2 separate regions of the Bombyx mori genome follow, and region 1 is linked to region 2. Evidence: chromatin contacts called from public Hi-C data. All regions are on one chromosome and are shown on one strand. The core of a region is the stretch at or near the end of the contact, and the rest is flanking DNA. Distances in the headings are between cores, read along the strand shown.

Region 1 (3,018 bases), core at 282-2,781, 150 kb before region 2:
TAAGGAATAGTTGTGCTAGCATCTCTTTTGGATCATTCCGCCCTAAATATACACAGTTCATTAAGTTTATAATGTTTGGACGTGGGTATAAACCTAGCTCTTTCATGACTCTAGCCGTTCTTATGGGACGGCCTTCTAAAATGTCCTGATAAATTGAAAACTCTAAAGTATCTAGAGCACTTCTCTGCGGAACGCTCAAAACCTGATACCAAATTGGTCCAATTGAATCTCTAACTTTCTTGAGCATACGCTTGTCATTCTTTTGTCTTATTTCTTTAAGCTCTTGCATGAATACTTGTCTTTCCTTAGTTTTCCGTGCGTAGATGATCTGGAGCCGCCGGTGGGCGCGTTCCTCATGACTTGTGTCAGGTCCATAGTTTTGATGTACCATTCTCTCGACTGTATTTGGCAATAACGAATAGTAGGAATAAAGAAATAAATAGAAATACTCTTGATAAAACCACAATTTAGAAAAAAATATGCGTAGCAGCCATATTTTGACAATTATGACGTTTTTTTAATGCCACTGACACCTATCATTTCACTATGGCTTCAAGAAATATGAACAAGTGTCTATAAATCTGGCACCAGTCATATCTGCCGTGCAGGCATTTCTAATCAGAAAGAGATCTTCTGTGGAAACGTGACTTTAAAAAATTCGTATCAATACGAACGTGATTTCTATAAATTTTAAATGAGTAACGGTGTCTGAAAATTTCAAAATATTTATTAGCTTCCATCGTGCAGGGTGACGCAGGTCGGCGCGATCAGCTGTGTGAAACTCGGCCGGTCGTAGACCCACGTTTTGGGTTGAACGCCCTCGGTCATCCATCACCTGAATAATTCTACTCATTCATACTCGACGGCGAATCTATCTTAATATTTAACATCTCATGCATTGTTCCGGAAACAATCAATCAAGTGAATCTACCACAAATGTGGATGCAAAACCGATTGACAGCAATGAATTCGTAGCTACTTCCAATTGTTGAATTCCGCTGGTCTAACCTCTACTGATTCTGGTATGAATTTTATTTTATCAAAATCGAGGTAATGAATGGCTAACCGTAATCATATGAATTAGATCTAAGTATCATTCAAAATGATTATAAGTCGACAGCAAACTAGTGTTACCTACTTGTTTTATTTATTTATTGAGACAATTTTAATAAAGATTTATAACGAAGTGTCAGTTTTACTATACCGATGGCATGTCATTAACGTTAATGAACTTCAATTCTGTTAATCGCTTTAGTATGACTAGTTCCAGTAGCATTAATTCAAGCAATCTCACTGTTTGTAGTGCATCAGCCCGCTGAGTTTCTCGCCGGATCTTCTCAGCGGGTCGCGATTCCGATCCGGTAGTAGATTCATTCGCGAAGCAATTGCTCTTGAGTTGCTAGGTCTCCTTCGGAGGCGCTCGGGCAGTTGTTAGCAAATCCCACCCCTCCTAGCTGAGCCTTTGCTCGCCCACCTGTCCTGGTGAAACTGGAAAGGCCTTCGGGCCACCAGTAATCTTTCAATCACAAAAAAAAAGTTCTAACAAAATAAATTCACTGCCAACTCTCTTTTCAACATCTATGCCTTCGTCTAGTTTATTTTTAAATTGTGAATTTCATTATAATTGTGTCTATTTACATGCAAATATTTCCAAGTGACTTTCTTTTCATTAACAACAAACGTGAGATGCTATCTATCGGACGTTGGCGTTAGCTTAGACGCATACAGCAAGAATTTCTGTATTAATTACAAAGAAAAAAAAAAAAAAAAAAAAATACAACTCTGTACCTTTTTTTATCTCTACTTGTCAATTATTTATTTTTGTCAAGTCATTATATTATTTATTATCATTAAATTCGGACTCTATGCAGATTCTAGTACTATTCGAGTACTATTGGAAAATCTATAATTATCATGAAATTGTGGGTTGATATGAAGATATGAAGTTAATTAAATCGTATAGTTAGCCATAACAGTTTTGAATTTGGGCTTATCATAGTTCGACGTTTACTCGTAGGATGTTTTTTTTACGTTTAAATTTTATTTGTAACACTTTAAACAAATGTGTAACGTATTCAACAACTAAGCGTTCTGTACGTAAAATGTTCTGCGGCTATGCGCCAGGACCGAGTCTAGGCGCTCATGAACGTTCACTTTCCACGTGCCAGGAAGTATCCGAAGGCACTTTCACTCCATTCAAGACCAGGTCGCTGTTCCGCCAGAGCTGTAGCTATTCTAAACAATAACCAGGCGCCATTGTCTTTGTTCTCGGCTTCCAATGATATTACGGCTGATGTCAAATCTGTCGTTCTTTAAGCTGTTTTTTAACGCGAACGCGAGTAAGCTTACGTAAGTTACGTAAATTTCCTCGGTTTTTCCGAATCTTATACGTAATTAAAACTGGTTTTTACGTTTTAATCTCGCGTTTATTATTTGCAGCTTTAAAAAAATTGAATTGAATTTAACGATAAAAAAATTGAAAATAAATATAAAGGTAGGTACTTAATGTACTTATGAATAAAATTAAATGCATTTTTATTGATCGATCAACTGATTAAAATTCGGATGAATAACACTAACTTAATTTTTTTGTTGAGAATTGAAAAGGTTTTTATTGAATAATCGGTTCAGCTAATCGATTTACATATTTTTTTGCTGCCAATTTTAAAATACACTAGAACAAATATTAAGTCCCATTGTAATATCGATATCACCTATAAATCGTGTTAAAGAATTAAATATCTTCATATTTAGCTGAAAACCTATTTATTACGTCTTAAATTAGATTAATAATAGACAAACTATTCCTTCTGATTCATCTTCCAATAGATCCACAGCTAAGCACTATCCGAACATAATTGATTTATGTTAAGTATCGTTCGTTTATTTTTAAAAACATCTTACCTTCGGGGACTATAAAAGATTTCAGCCGCTAGTCCTCGGGAGGTCGTTGACCGTGCTCTTATCTCGGGCATGTGTGCGCACGTGTTTGTGTACGGTGCGCCCGAGTTTGTGCTT
Region 2 (2,803 bases), core at 101-2,600:
CGACCAAGTTAAGTGCGTAGTGACTATTGATTGTGAGTTTTGTCTCTCGTTTGTCTCGTTCGAGTGGTGCGCCGGATGTTAGTCAAAAACAGTGTACTGGTTTGCCAAGAGAAGTTACCTACAGTTGTGTTTAGTTAGCAACGCATAACGTGTTTGTACTTTAATTTGTTTTTTAGTTGTACTCTTGGAAATCAATGGTTATTAATTTAAGAAAATAAAATGTATGTCAAATATTGTTGAAAATGTTTTATTTTTTATCCGTCTTTTATAGCGTCAAACGAAAAATCAGTTATTTCCTGGAAACATCGGGGTTAGCTTTGAGAATGTTTGGAGATCACAGTATCGATCAACCCGAATTGTACTAGCGAACATTTCAAGAAATCTTGCAAGTGGACATATTTCAAACCTAACTTTGGACTGTGGGTGCATTATTTTTAGAGCGTGGACTGTATTTTGGTGCTAGAACCGGTCACCATCCTCGTTGAACCCGTCGCTTGCGACGATGGGCTCGACGAGTGAATTAGCCCATAGACACAGCCCACTGAGTTTCTCGTCGGAGCTTCTCAGTGGGTTGCGTTTCCGATCCGGTGGTAGATTCTGCGAAGCACTGCTCTTGCTAGGGCCAGTGTTAGCAACACTTCCGGTTTGATCCCCGTGAGCTCACCTATATGTTAGGATGAAGCTGAAATAGCTTTTCAAGGCTATAGCAAGGATATACCATAGGTAGGAAAAAAGAAAAGAGAAAAAAAAGAGGTGCTAGCTTCAATAAAAACTAGATTCAGAGCGAAGAATTTTTGATGTACAACACGTGCACGTACGACCAGAATTTTATTGTAATTCTCAAATATTAAGTGTATAATCTATGATTGTAACTAAATTAAATGTATGGACTTTTTGGCGGGAACGCGAGGAGTGAAGTTGTGTGATTGGTTTTATTTTCTCTATTTAGTGTTTCTTCAGGTTTCAGTGTGTAATAACGGTGGTTTATTAACTGTTTAATATCTGCGAAAGTGCACAAATGTGGGAAAATGAAACAAAGCCGCTAGACGTAGCAATACGGGATCCTCCAAAAAGTCCACTGAAAAAATCTTAGTAAATGACACCATTTTACTGAGATTATATTTCATCCCATATCATCTCATCTCATTTAATTTAATTTCATTTCATTTCACTCCATATTATCATTTTTCATAAAAATAAGAATATAAATTAAAATAAGACATGACCTAAAGGTCTTAGTTACCAGGTCATAACATCCTATAAAAATTTACCATAGGCTATAGAGCTCAACTATGCGCCAAGCGAAGGCTAAATAAAAATTAAGAAAAAAAAATCTTCTGTCAAAAGGTCCGCCGCCTGCCACATGTCACCACATCGTTTTTATTGTGATTTATAATAAACTATTAAATAAAATACTTTCTAAACATGGTAAATAACACTCTTATACAAAATTTTAATGCCTCCAAAGTTATTGTGTGAAATATCAAACAAATTCAATCACAAACATAGCTATGACTATAAATTAGGTAAATTACTTACTCATGTAATTCCAGAAACCTCTTATGCTGCAAGGGCACCAGCGTGCCATCACACAGATCAAATATAACCGCGAGGGTGACTTGCTCTTCTCCGCCGCTAAAGATTCAAAACCAAATGTTTGGTGGTCACTGAACGGCGAACGTCTTGGCACTTTCAACGGCCACGGTGGTGTAATATGGTGCCTTGACGTCGACTGGCAGTCAATTAATCTCATCACAGGTGGTGGCGACAGTTCCTGCAGGTATTATCCTCAGTATATTATAAACAAATAAAGTGTTGAAAATTGCATTCTTTTTTCATGTTGTTTGCTCAAAGATGAGTAGGCTGTTGATAACACTAAACGATGCACAGGTTATGGGATCTGGAGACAGGCAAGAATATTGCAACACTCAAATCCAACTCTTCTGTAAGAACATGCAACTTCAGCTATAGTGCATATCAAGCTGCTTATACCACTGACAAAGCTATGGGACACCCTTGTGAGGTAATTACATAGTATATACATTTTATTTAAATAGAGAAACATGAATTGAGGATGAGAAAGACTAATGGATATTATGACTGGCAACTTTAACATTAGAAGAAAAGTAAAATTGTATGCAAAGCTAAGCATAAATATTATTATAGTTGTTTCCGTTTCAGAACTTTCATTCTCTATTAAACCACAATGTGAACTTGTCTGCTTCACTTCAAAGTGGTTTATTGAGGGCCATGCCTTAAAAAAAATCTTATTTTTTGTTCTTTAACATATCCGTCAATTAATGATTACAACTTAGTATTCAAGAGTAATTCCTACATACCTTGTATTTCTTTAAACTAAGATTTGTTGACAGTACAAGTGTCATTTATGCTGACATTTCACTTTGTTTTTTTTTATTATGCTCCAGACATTTAAAATTTATTATTACCGAAAGGCTCACTTGTAAATTTAATACCCTTTAACTTAAATCACAAAATATTTTGAGCAGGAAATACCCTTTTTCAAACTGAACTGAAACTTTGGAGTCGGTTAAATTATAGTGTGCTTAGGTAGACAATATCAACTCTTGGGAATCTCTATTTTAACCCTTAATGTGTTTCCTATATACATATACAGTAAGTTTTTACTAACTAGTATTATAATTTTGTATATCCTGTGATAACAATTAAGATATAAAGTATTATGTCAATTTACAGGTGTTCGTTATTGATACAAGAACAATTGATGAAACAGTGTCAGGTCAAGCTCCTATTTTAAAATGGGAAATCACAGATTCAAAGGTTA

Evidence for each region. Hi-C and Micro-C count contacts between places; a contact is called where the count stands out from the background.
Region 1: a contact with region 2 is called in a Hi-C map of midgut, with 1.8 times the contacts expected there. The contact joins the promoter of LOC101738448 here to the promoter of eIF3i in region 2. A contact is called at or near these places in 2 of 7 Hi-C or Micro-C datasets (midgut and an unstated tissue).

The regions. Positions count from the first base shown.
Region 1 is chr15:5,167,269-5,170,286 of ASM3026992v2, reverse strand. It overlaps LOC101738448, which reads right to left and starts at 1,531. Exons shown (of 1, transcript XM_004928555.5): 1 at 1-1,531. The coding sequence starts at 391.
Region 2 is chr15:5,019,864-5,022,666 of ASM3026992v2, reverse strand. It overlaps eIF3i (Eukaryotic translation initiation factor 3 subunit I), which reads left to right and starts at 1,350. Exons shown (of 5, transcript NM_001046968.1): 1 at 1,350-1,428; 2 at 1,554-1,780; 3 at 1,891-2,023; 4 at 2,716-2,803. The coding sequence starts at 1,426. It also overlaps a transcript of Grf not described here.